Linked DNA regions of Sus scrofa: region 1 is linked to region 2. The links are chromatin contacts, called in public HiChIP or PLAC-seq maps. All regions are on one chromosome and are shown on one strand. Each heading gives the region's core, a stretch centred on a gene start, on an enhancer-like site or on the middle of the called end of the contact. The rest is flanking DNA. Distances are from core to core; before and after follow the strand shown. Region 1 has its middle 38 kb from the start of JADE1. Region 2 overlaps JADE1 (protein Jade-1).

The links. HiChIP or PLAC-seq counts read pairs in DNA pulled down with a chosen protein or histone mark.
Region 1: an H3K27ac HiChIP or PLAC-seq map of alveolar macrophages shows a contact between it and region 2. The contact joins two enhancer-like sites. A contact is called at or near these places in 1 of 47 Hi-C or Micro-C datasets (embryonic fibroblasts) and 2 of 2 datasets of contacts at active chromatin or transcription factors (alveolar macrophages and skeletal muscle).

Annotation. Positions count from the first base shown.
Region 1 is chr8:96,599,481-96,605,602 of Sscrofa11.1, reverse strand. No RefSeq gene overlaps it. Among named protein-coding and RNA genes, the nearest start is that of JADE1, 38 kb to the right of the region's middle. Within about 2 kb of position 4,087, at least 7 of the 83 cell types and tissues checked have an H3K27ac peak or open chromatin away from gene starts, as enhancers often do. A contact at or near this core is called in alveolar macrophages, where this site is marked.
Region 2 is chr8:96,458,325-96,463,834 of Sscrofa11.1, reverse strand. The region is part of intron 2 of JADE1 (protein Jade-1); the gene reads left to right. Among named protein-coding and RNA genes, the nearest start is that of JADE1, 100 kb to the left of the region's middle. Within about 2 kb of position 1,999, at least 1 of the 83 cell types and tissues checked has an H3K27ac peak or open chromatin away from gene starts, as enhancers often do. A contact at or near this core is called in alveolar macrophages, where this site is marked.

The DNA.
Region 1 (6,122 bases), core at 2,838-5,337, 140 kb before region 2:
AAACAGGCAGGAGTGAGGCAACTCTTTCGACTGTAGATTAAACCTATGAGTGTGTTGCTGATTTCAGTATAGTTATGGCACCAATAAAAAGCTCTCATATCTTCTGAAGCATGAGAGACACTGTGACTTAGTAGATAAAAACAGGGGCTTTTGGCAGCTACTGGCTTTTTTTTTTTTTTTTTAATGTAGACAAATTAACTTTGGTTAAATAACTTCAATGAGCCTATAAAGACAGTAAGAACATTTACTTTAGTGATTGTTGTGAATATTAAATTATATGATATGACCCAGAATAATACCTGGCCAAAAATAAAAAAGATTTACTTTTAAAATTTCCTTGCTAACCTCAGTAAGCTATCATTACAAAGTTACCAAAATGGCTAAAATAAAAAGTTCAAACAATAAAAAATTAAAAAGTAAACAAATAAAATTTCCTTGCTAGATATGGCAGCCAGTGATTAAATAGTCCTCTGATGATTCATCCTCAGGAAAGTAGTGAACATTTATCGAGTGTTTACTATGTGCCAGATACTATACTGGCTGCTTAATGTTATCTCATTTATTCCTTATAATAAGCCTTTGAGATAATAGTATTATCCCTATTTTATAGACGAGGAAACTGAGGCTTAGACAGGTTCAGTATTTATCCAAGTTAACAGAGTTAGCTAAGTATTAGAGCTAGGAGTCTCTCCTAGGTGCTCTGACTCTAGAGTACGTGTCCAGCAACAATATTATAACATAAAGGTAAATGGTAAGTGAGAACACCTAGAACTGTGGCATTCTCCCCTGTACTGTGAGGGCTGTACTGGTTTGTGGTCAGAAGAGCCCTGAAAGGAATGTGGTGCCATTCTGGCATCTGGTGGGTTATAGGTTTGTGAACATAGGCACAGAACCCTAGGCAAAGTCTTAGGCTTTTCACAGACTGGCAAGGGACTGTATTCTGTGACTTGAAGTGTGCTATGAGGGGTGGGCGGAGTAAAGGTCAGGGAGACTGTCCCCGATTGCACAAGTAGCAGCTACCATGTAACTAAAAAAGCTGGGGAAGGGTGGCATTGTTGAGGTCCTTCCCTATTCAAAATCCATGAGGGAGCAAGGAGATACCATCATCAATGATATCTCACGTGTACCTACAGACTGATGAAAGGTAGATTGTATTGGTGTTTAGTATGGTAATTTTTAGCGGTATGAAATTTCTCTCCTTTTACTATATGGACTGGTGAGAATGTTGGGTCTGGGGACTCAGGGAGGCTGTTTCATTCTCTCTGTGTAGTCTTAAGTTGTCACAGTGGCGTCAAGGTGGTTGCTTTGATGGAAACAACTATCTGAAAATTTTCGTATAACTTTGTAGTCCTAGCCTTTAGTTTGAGCAAGAGATTCAGTTTGTTTCTTTTCCTGAATTAGAGACTATGATAGCTGTGTTAGTGATACCAAGGATGTACCTGATCAGACAGATATTAAACATCTATTTAGGTTTAATACCCTGTCAAACATTGGATAGGATATGAAGGAAATGGAAGCCACAATCCTGTCCTCAAGGATATTTTAATCTTAATAAAAAGAAAACCAAAACCAATTTTTTTGGCTTAATTACTGTTTTATGGATTAAGATCACTTCTGGCAAAATGGAGTTAATTGAAACACTTTATGAGGACACTCATGAAATTTTACTGGCAAAATTATTTTAGTATTTACAGGTCTGAACACTTGACATTTGGATGTGAGTCTAACTGAATGTTTATGAACAGAGAATGATGATTAATAACTATTTCTCCAAAGAGGTTGAAATGTTTAGGAGAGATGAAACAAGACTCTTTTAAAATTTAGCACATTATGGAGTTCCAGCGTGGCACAGCAGAAATGAATCTGACTAGGAACCACGATGTTGCAGGTTCCATCCCTGGCCTCTCTCTGTGGGTTAAGGATCAGCATTGTGGTTAGCTGTGGTGTACGTCACAGACATGGCTTGGATCTTGAGTTGCTGTGACTGTGGAATAGGCCAGCAGCTGTAGCTCCGATTCAACCCCTAGCCCGGAAACCTCTATATGCCATGGGCGTGGCCCTAAAAAAAAATTTGAAAGCTTATTATTTTCCAGGCATTTGCTAAAAGATTTACTTATGTCATTTTGGTTCTTACTATAATTCTATGTGATAGATAGTATTATAATGTGCATTTTGAAACAAAAGCTCAGAGAGGTAAATAAACTTGCCCCAATTTGCACAGCTACAAATTGACAAACTCAGAGTTCAAACCCTTGAGTCTCCGACTCCAAAGCTAATATTTTTGACCATTTCTCCCATATATTTTATGAGGATGGTGGTTGAGAATAATGTAGGATTATTGCATGCAGCAAACTTCAGTGATAGGTTTCCAAAATGGACATTGAGGGAATGATGTGACTTAATTGGAGGTGACTGAAGCTGTTTCTCTGGTCAACATTAGCTCCCTTGCAAACATCTTGCATGTGCAAGGTGTTGAAGCTGATTCCTTGAGCTCAGCCAGATGTGGTGGACAGAGGACTCCCAGCTCTGGGAGCAGGATCCATTGAGGGATAGTGGCTGTTTAGTGACGGACTCTTTCACCAACCATCTCTTCTCCTGTGGGCTGTGATCTCTTCAACTCAGATGGATGAACTCTTTGGCCAGAAGTGCTTTTCAGCCTCTGGTATTTCTTAATTCAAGAGAGTATTTCATGAGCTTCAGAGTTAGAGGCATAATCAACATGTCTCAAAATCAATTCCCTCCTCCTTCAGAGGCTGCTGACTGGTTTATTTACTTTTGGATTCTGTGGATTAAGTGCTGTAGCAAATCTTTAATTTTTTCATCCTGTGCTTTTCTCTCTCTGTCTGTCTTCTTAATTCTTCTCTTGTACACCCTGTAATGTATTCCTTTCTTCCTCTTTGTTCTGGCCTTCTTTCCTGGTGACCTCTGTGAAATGGTGTTGAGTGATTTTGTCAGCACCATCTCATAACCCAGAGCCCTTTACTGAGCTGATTTCCTCATAGCTTCTTGAGTGGAGACGTGCTGGAAATGCTAAATATACTGTGCTGGTGTTTGACTGGGCTTCCTATCTACATACTTGAAATCAGCAGTCTCTGGGCACTTGTGGTTCATACTGTATTCAGGTCTGAATACAAATCAAACCTCCATGTTCTTCAAGAAGTGTTAGCATTCATGAAAGTTGAATATAAGTGAGCGACTCTTATTTTTATAATTTCATTTAAATAATATAATTTATTCTCATAAATTTACATGTTACTCTACTGCAAATTAAGCCATACCAGGCTTAGCTCCAAGCACAAAGTATATCCCTTGTGAATATTATCCTTTTCATAGATACTCTTAGGAGGGACATAGACTATATTTTATATTTTAAGAAGTCATTTATTTTCAGAGAATTCAGGGACTCAACCACTGTGATTATTTGCCTAGTCTTCTCAAGATCCCACAAAGCAGGCAATGTTGGACTCGATGGGATAGTGCACTTCATTTATTTATTCACTGTATATTTATTGAATGCTTCCCTGTTCCAGGCCTTGCTGTGTGTTAGAGCTGTGGGGAGAGTGGAAATGGGCTGAGCTTGATGCCTTGGCTGTAGAATGTGTCACTTGATTCCACATCAGAGAACCCAGGTGGCCAGAAGTAAAACTGCTTAGCAGTGAACACAAGGAAAATATCTTCTCACGAAGTATCTGATTCTATATTGAAGAGAAACAGGGTCTGCTGACACTCCTAGCTGCTTTAGGTCTGCCTACTTAGGGTCTCTGACCCAGGGCAACCTCCTACTTATTATTTAAAATTTACTTTTATTTTTATTTTTTGGCTTTTTAGGGCCACACCTGTGGCATATGGAGGTTTCCAAGTTGGAGCTACAGCTGCCAGCCTATGCCACAGGCACAGCAAATTCAAGCTGCCTCTGTGGCCTACACCACAGCTCACTACAACGCTGGATCCTTAACCCAGTGAGCGAGGTCTGGGATCGAACATGCAACCTCATGGTTCGTAGTTGGATTCATTTCCACTGTGCCACGAGAGGAACTCCAACCTCCTACTTTTTAGAACTGGTCATTCTTTCAGGTGCCACCACCTCCAGGGCCACAAGAGGGTGCTTTCCTCCTTTCAGGTTATGCCTTTTTGAAATACAGCTCCTTATACTTAGGACTGAATTTCCTGGGTCTTGGGAAATTCAGTGTATTCAGCTGTGGGCCTTGATTCTAGGGGGAGGGAAAGGTGTAGGTTTGGAAGTGTATGTTTATTTGTCTATGTCTATGTCCTCCACTGAGCTGTAATCTCTGGGGACCAGGTTTTGTCTTTTTGTTCATCCCTCTTTTCCTGTGTCTGGCTTAAAGTCTGTCACATACAAGACCCTTAATAAATATTTGTGAGTTTAAAAAACTAAGCTTCACATCAAATCTTAGCTCAGTGGTTTTCAAATTTTCTGCCTATCAAAATCACCCAGGGTCAAGTTGGCCCTGGGATTCTTATTCAGTAATCTGGGGTAGGGCTGGGAATGTGATTCCGGAAAGCTTTTGTGCTTTCTAACTTCAGCACTGCTGTCCAGTTGTTCCTGCCTGTACAGAGCTATTTCATCTTGCTCCTGTGGACTTTTTGGGCTGTGGGTCCTCTGGTGCTTGAGTAAGGATAATACATTCCTGCTTCTTAATCCTGCCATGAAGATCCTGTCAATACGACCCAGGCTCCTTCCCATCCTCATTTTCCTGGTCCTCTTCTCATGAGCCTCTCTTTCTATCATCCTATCCTATAGGAGAAGGGAGATGCCTTCAATGGCTTGTCCTGGGGGGACACTGGGGAAGACACCTGTAACATAACAAGATTTTGGTTACTACCCTCAGGGCACAGCCTCTTTTGAAGCCTTGTAATTGTTGATGTATGCTATCTACTTCAGTTATAGTTAAAGAGATAATCACATACACACTGACATTGGAATAAAGACCATGATGATGGAAGATAATATAAAAAAGGGAATGCATAATATATACATGTATGACTGGGTTCCTTTGCTCTACAGCAGAAGTCACCACGTTATAAATTAACTAGAGTTTCCGTTGTAGCTCAGTGGTTAACGAATCCGACTAGGAACCATAAGGTTGTGTGTTTGATCCCTGGCCTTGCTCAGTGGGTTAAGGATCCAGTGTTGCCATGAGCTGTGGTGTGGGTTGCAGACACCGCTCGGATCCCAAATTGCTGTGGCTGTGGTGAGGCCAGTGGCTACAGCTCTGATGGGACCTCCATATGCCGCAGGAGTGGCCCTAGAAAAAGACGAAAAATCAATTATATTTTAATTTTTAAAATTTTAATTAAAAAAAAAACTATCCTTGGCACAGACAAAAAAAAATGTATAAAACATCAATAAAATAATTTTTCTCTTCTCAAAAAAAAAAAGACCACCTAAAGTTGATAAGCGCTTCTCTTATCACAGAGGCTTATAATATGATCTCCTGAGAAAATCTGTTTTCTGTGTTTTTGAGAAGGAAATACATATGATCATAATGACTTTGGAGGAGAATACTTTTTTTTTTTTTTTTTTTTTTTTGTCTTTTTTAGGGCTGTACCCGAGACATATGGAAGTTCCCAGGCCAGGGGTCAAATCAGAGTTGTAGCTGCTGCCCTACCCCACAGTCACAGTCGTAGCAACACCATATCCAAGCCACATCTGCCACACCACAGCTCACAGCAATGCTGGATCCTTAACCCACTGAACAAGGCCAGGGATTGAACCCACGTCATCATGGATACTAGTCAGGTTCATTACCACTGAACCACTATGAGAACTCCCTTTTTTTCAACTGAAAAACTTTATTTAAAAAATATATGGCAGAAAAGCAATTAACTTTATTCTTCTCCTTCTTCCTCTTCTCTTCCTTCTTCTTTTCTTTTTATGGCTGCATCTTTAGTGTATGGAAGTTCCCAGGCTAAGGGTTGAATTGCAGCTGCACAGCCACAGCAGCACTGAATCTGAGCTGCATCTGTGACCTATGCCACAGCTTGCAGCAATGCCAGATCCTTAACCCATTAAGCAAGGCCAGGGATCAAACCCACATCCTCATGAACACTATGTCAAGTTCTTAACCTGCTGAGTCACAACAGGAACTCCATGATTAACC
Region 2 (5,510 bases), core at 750-3,249:
GGCTGCACTTTATCAGTTAGTTGAGGTCAAGACCCCTGAATCTCAGCCTTGGAAAAGACATCGACATGGGTTTTGAAATATCCTTATTTAATAAATGAGGAGATTGAAGCTCAGAGAGATTGACTGGCTTCTAGAGGCGCCAAACCACTAAGTAATAGACTAGGAGCCAGGCCTCCTCAGTTGATTTAAGGTTGTAACTGCTGCACCTTTGGTGAAATTTTTTGAACCCTGCTGGGGTTCTGTGAGTATAAGGTATCCATGGAAGGCTGACGAAATTGTTGTTGCCTCAATCCTTCATCAGAGGTGCAGAATTTACCAAAAGTTTGTCTGCCTCTAATGAAAGGTCCAGGGTAAAAATGACCCCTTTCCTTTAGCCAGCTTTCACCGCTTAACTTCTGAAATGGCTAAGAAAATACAATTCGTTTTTATTTATTTAAAGCCTTCAAAAGTTAAAGTTTGTGATAATCTACATGTGAACACATAATTCTTCCAGAATAATAACTCCAAAATAAGCATTTATTTTCACAATGATAAATACTTATAAGAGGAATTTTGTCTACAATCAGTAGTTCAGAAAATGGCAGATTTCATTAAAATGACTTTATCTTCCAGGTTCAGCACCCTATTGGACCAAGAAAAGAAAATGCAGTGTTTATGACATTTTACTATGCAGCATTCTGAAGCCTGTTGATTTGTGATGGTTTTCATTCATATTAATTTTTATCCTTCCTTTAAATTTGGGCTGGAATTGTTTGATATTGTGATTACACAAAAGTAACAAAGTAAATGATCCACTCTCCTGATTCTGTGATTGGCTTTCATATTTCATTGTCCCGATGAAACCCTCACTTACCTTTGATCCTTTCTCCCAGTGCACCCAAATGATTGAAGTTCAAATTTGCATTATTTTCTCAATAATATTAGAAATCTTCCAATATAGCAGAGCTCCCTTCTTTATGATGAAGATCCTGGTGAAGTGCCTTTTGCACTAACTGGGTTATATCAGACATCTTTTAAAGAATGTTTCCTGTGGGTATGATTTGGACTCTGGTATCTATAAGTCTATGTAAACATGAACAATGAAATTTGTTTTTAATTTGTTTGGCAGCCAAATTTCCTTATTTTCTTGTCCCAGGCTAATTTTCAGGGCTTCTTCATGGAATCTAACCCACGTTTATACAGTTATTTGAGACAACTATGAAGCAGGGTCAGGCTGCCTGCTGTCCAGGTGAGGGTAACTTGTGTTTATTGAATGGCTGAAACTCAGTGGAGTTTTTTCTTTTCCTGTCATTGCCTGAAAACATGCTCTAGGATCTTCCTTCGCCACACACAGCTTTCCAGCCATTTTCCGGCACCATATTAAGGTCTACTCAAGCTAAGTCTCCCTGTTCTCCTATCAGGCCTCACCCACAGCTTCCGGATCCCCTAGAGGGAAGGAAAGTGTGGTCTTTTCTTTCACTTGTTTTCTTTTTCCTCTCTCCTTACTTCTTGCCTCTAGTTCTCTCTTCTTTCTCTGAAGAGAGTAAGAGAAGAGGGATTAGGGACCAGGTAGAAATGTCTCTTACCTGTCAGTGTTATGATCTCATCTCTGTACCCTTGGTATTCTTCCAAAGCCCTTTATTCTGTGGCTGACCTACTGTGACACTTAGCAGTATACTCACAGCTGGGGTCTCCTTGCACTCTGTTTAATCCTGAAATTGAACCTACTCTCCAATCCACAGTCAGCTCCTGGACCACTGTCAGCACCTGCCTTCAGATAAATTCTGTGTCTCACATATGTGCACCAAACTTGCTACTTTGGTTTCAAATCAACAGTTTGTTATTTTAGTTTGGCTTTGTTGTTTCCACCCTAGGTGTTTTCCCTGATTTGATTTGAGTCTAGCCATGTAATTTGGATTTTGTTTTATGCCAGATCTAGTTATCGTAGGGTCTCCCACTGAATCAACTATGCTATACTGGGAAAGCAGAAGTTGGACCTTTGAGTTTGAGAAATTTTACAAATAACTAGGGAGGGAGACACATGACCATTTGCCCTCATTGCAGACTTGCCTGTCCCTATGAACGTGTCTGTTCCTTCCTGGTCCCTTCTAAGAATCTAATTTTAAATTTTTGGGGAGTTCCTGTTGTGGCTCAGTAGATTACAAACCTGGCTAGTATCCATAAGGATGCTGGTTCAATATCTGGCCTTGTTCAGTGGGTTAGGGATCCGGCATTGCCGTGAACCGTGGTGTAGGTCACAGATGTGGCTCGGATCCTTTGTTGCTGTGGTTGTGGCATAGCCTGGCAGCTGCAGCTCCGATTTGACCCCTAGCCTGGGAACTTCTATCTGCTACAGGTGCGGCCCTAAAAAGCAATAAACAAACAAACAAAAAATTAGTTTTATTAGTCTGGACAAGGTAGAATTGCTGGACTGATATTTTTGTGTTTTAGTAATCTTCTTTTAAGATTTTGTGTGATGGAGTTCCTGTCGTGGTGCAGTGGTTAACGAATCCGACTAGGAACCATGAGGTTGCGGGTTCGGTCCCTGCCCTTGCTCAGTGGGTTAACGATCCGGCGTTGCCATGAGCTGTGGTGTAGGTTGCAGACGCGGCTTGGATCCCGTGTTGCTGTGGTTCTGGCGTAGGCCAGTGGCTACAGCTCCGATTAGACCCCTAGCCCGGAAACCTCCATATGCCGCAGGAGCGGCCCAAGAAATGGCAAAAAGACCAAAAAAAAAAAAAAAAAAAAAAAGATTTTGTGTGAGTATTTAGTACTCACTGTCTCTAGCTTTGCGGCTTTAGCTAAAATTCTGAGACAATAGGAAATGTTCCATCTTGTTCTGTGGTACTTAGTGCATGGTTGAGCCCTAGTGTTTTTAGACCATAATTCTTGTCTCATTTGGAATTCTAAATACCACTTGAACCAGTTAATCCCAGCCCTCCTGAGGACCTGAGCTCTACCATTAATTTAGTTGTCTGGTGAATACTTTGGTTGGCAAAACTGGTTATATGGGTTTTTGTTTGTTTGTTTGTTTTTTGCTCTTTTAGGGCCGAATCCATGGCATATGGAGGTTCCCATGCTAGGGGGCGAATCAGTGCTGTAGCCACCAGCCTACACCACTGCCCCAGCAATGAGGGATCCAAGACGCATCTGCAACCTACACCACAGCTCCTGGCAAGGCCAGATCCTTAACCCACTGAGCGAGGCCAGGGATCAAACCCAAGTCCTCATGGATCCTCGTCGGGTTCATTAACTGCTGAGTCACGAAGGGAACTCCCCAAACTCGTTATATGTTTGACTTGAGGTTTTTGGTACTCTCTTACAAAGTGTAAAGATTTATAGTATAGCCACCATGGCATATTCAGTATCTTTAACGTAATTTCTAGAAAAGGAAAATCACCAGTCTGTCCTATGCTGTTTTTAACCTTGAGCTTGGACTTTGCTCAAACAAGCTGCATACCACAGGGACTTTACAGTAACAGCATTGGAGAAGTGGGTGTGAATGGGGAAAGATCATGGGAAGTTAGGATAATGACCACCACAGTCATTAAGAGCAAAGTTGCTGGTTTCTAATGATTTAGCAAAATTCACATCAAGAGTTTTCCCAAAGGTATGGAAGCTTAGCAAGGCTTTGACAGTTTCAAAATACATTGAGCTATATTATAGACCCCTGACTACCACTTAAGCATTGAGCCCTAGAATTTAGAGCTCTGGCAAGTTTTCTAAACACACATTTCTGAGAATGTAATAGTCTGGAGTGTCTATTATCTTATCCTAATTTTTTAATACTCCCCTCTACTACTCCACAGCCATGTTTTTAATGCTGTGCAGTCCTCTGGCCTTAATTGATTGGATTGGGGTGGACAACTTGACCCCTTCTCAGCTTCATCTTTCTTTCAAGAATTTGAAATTGGCACCAAGAAATAGTCTGTACCTGTGGCTGAAACTTAAGTAATAGAAACTCAGGAACTGTACATGGAAAAGCATAAAAGAGACAGGAAAGAAAGAGACACTTTTCCTTGTCTCTTGAGAGTTTTCCACTTCCCAGAGCATTACATAGCTCTTAGTATCCTTCTAATGATTTTTCCTTTTAGACAAAGATAGCTCAAGTTAATGTCTTTTATTTAAAACCCATACAGCCTTGACTAAGACATAGAGCCCTCTGGTTTTATAGTATTTCTTACAGTAATTAATGTGAATTCTATAAAGAGGATTATACTTTTGTTTATACTGTGGACGGGAAAGGGGTAATAGAGAGAGGGTTACTGCATTGTTCAGGGTTCTCAGTTGCAAAAAACAGACTCCAGTGGAGTCGGCCTAAGCAGAAAAGGATAAATTAAAGAGCAGTTGATAGTTTAACAGAAATCTCTAAACAGAGCCAGGCTTGGAGGCTACATGACTAAGAGCAAATCAGCCAAGTACAACACATCCAGAAGAATTGCCCAATTACACCATAGGATTGTTCTTAGAGGCACCTGTGACTTTAGGGTCCGGGTAGCAGAAATGCTTCTATAGCTTCACCAGGTGAAAAGGGTTCCCAATCCAAATTCCAATATATATATGGAGGTTTGCCACACCAGCAAGCAATTATCAGACACTAGCAGGGTGTTTGAAAATATAACTAAATTCTGACATGATCTACCTGGAGATAGAGTCAGGTTCCACAGGCAAAGGGCTAAGTCCCACAAGACCACCCTCTACTGCAGATGCCAGTCCCTTGTCCGGGTTGCTACCTGTGCTTCTGACCTAATAGCTATAAATTGGAGGTTCTTATGACCTCCCTCCTTGGGGATACACACACACACACACACATACATACATATATATGATATATATTCCATATATAATAATATCACTCTAGGAAAAACCAAAGCCTTCTTCCATTTATCGGAAGAGCCTGTCTCATTGAGGATTCAGCCACTGCCCCAAATTACTTCCTCCTCCAAATCAGTTGTTTCTTGTGAACCTGAAAAGGGTACATGATAAGAGAGTTTTGATAACACTGTTGTGATAAAACAATGATTCTGAAGAGACCTAGGAACAAGAAAAGAAGGTCACTCCTGGACATCTATCCAGAGAAAACCATGACTTGCAAAGACACATGTACTCCAATGTTCATTGCAGCACTATTTGCAATAGCCAAGACATGGAAACAACCTAAATGTCCATCGACAGAGGAGTGGATAAAGAAGAAGTGGTACATATACACAATAGAATATTACTCAGCCATTCAAAGGAATGAAATAATGGCATTTTTAGTAACATAGATGGACCTAGAAATTATCATGCTGAGTGAAGTCAGTCAGACAATGAGACACCAACATCAAATGCTATCACTGACATGTGGAATCTGAAAAAAGGACAGAATGAACTTCTTTGTGAACAGATACTGACTCACAGACTTTGAAAAACGTATGGTTTCCAAAGGAGACAGTTTGGGAGGTGGGGAGATGGGCTGGAGTTGTGGGATGGAAATCCTATAAAATTGGATTGTGATTATCATTGTACAGCTATAAATGTAATAAATTCAT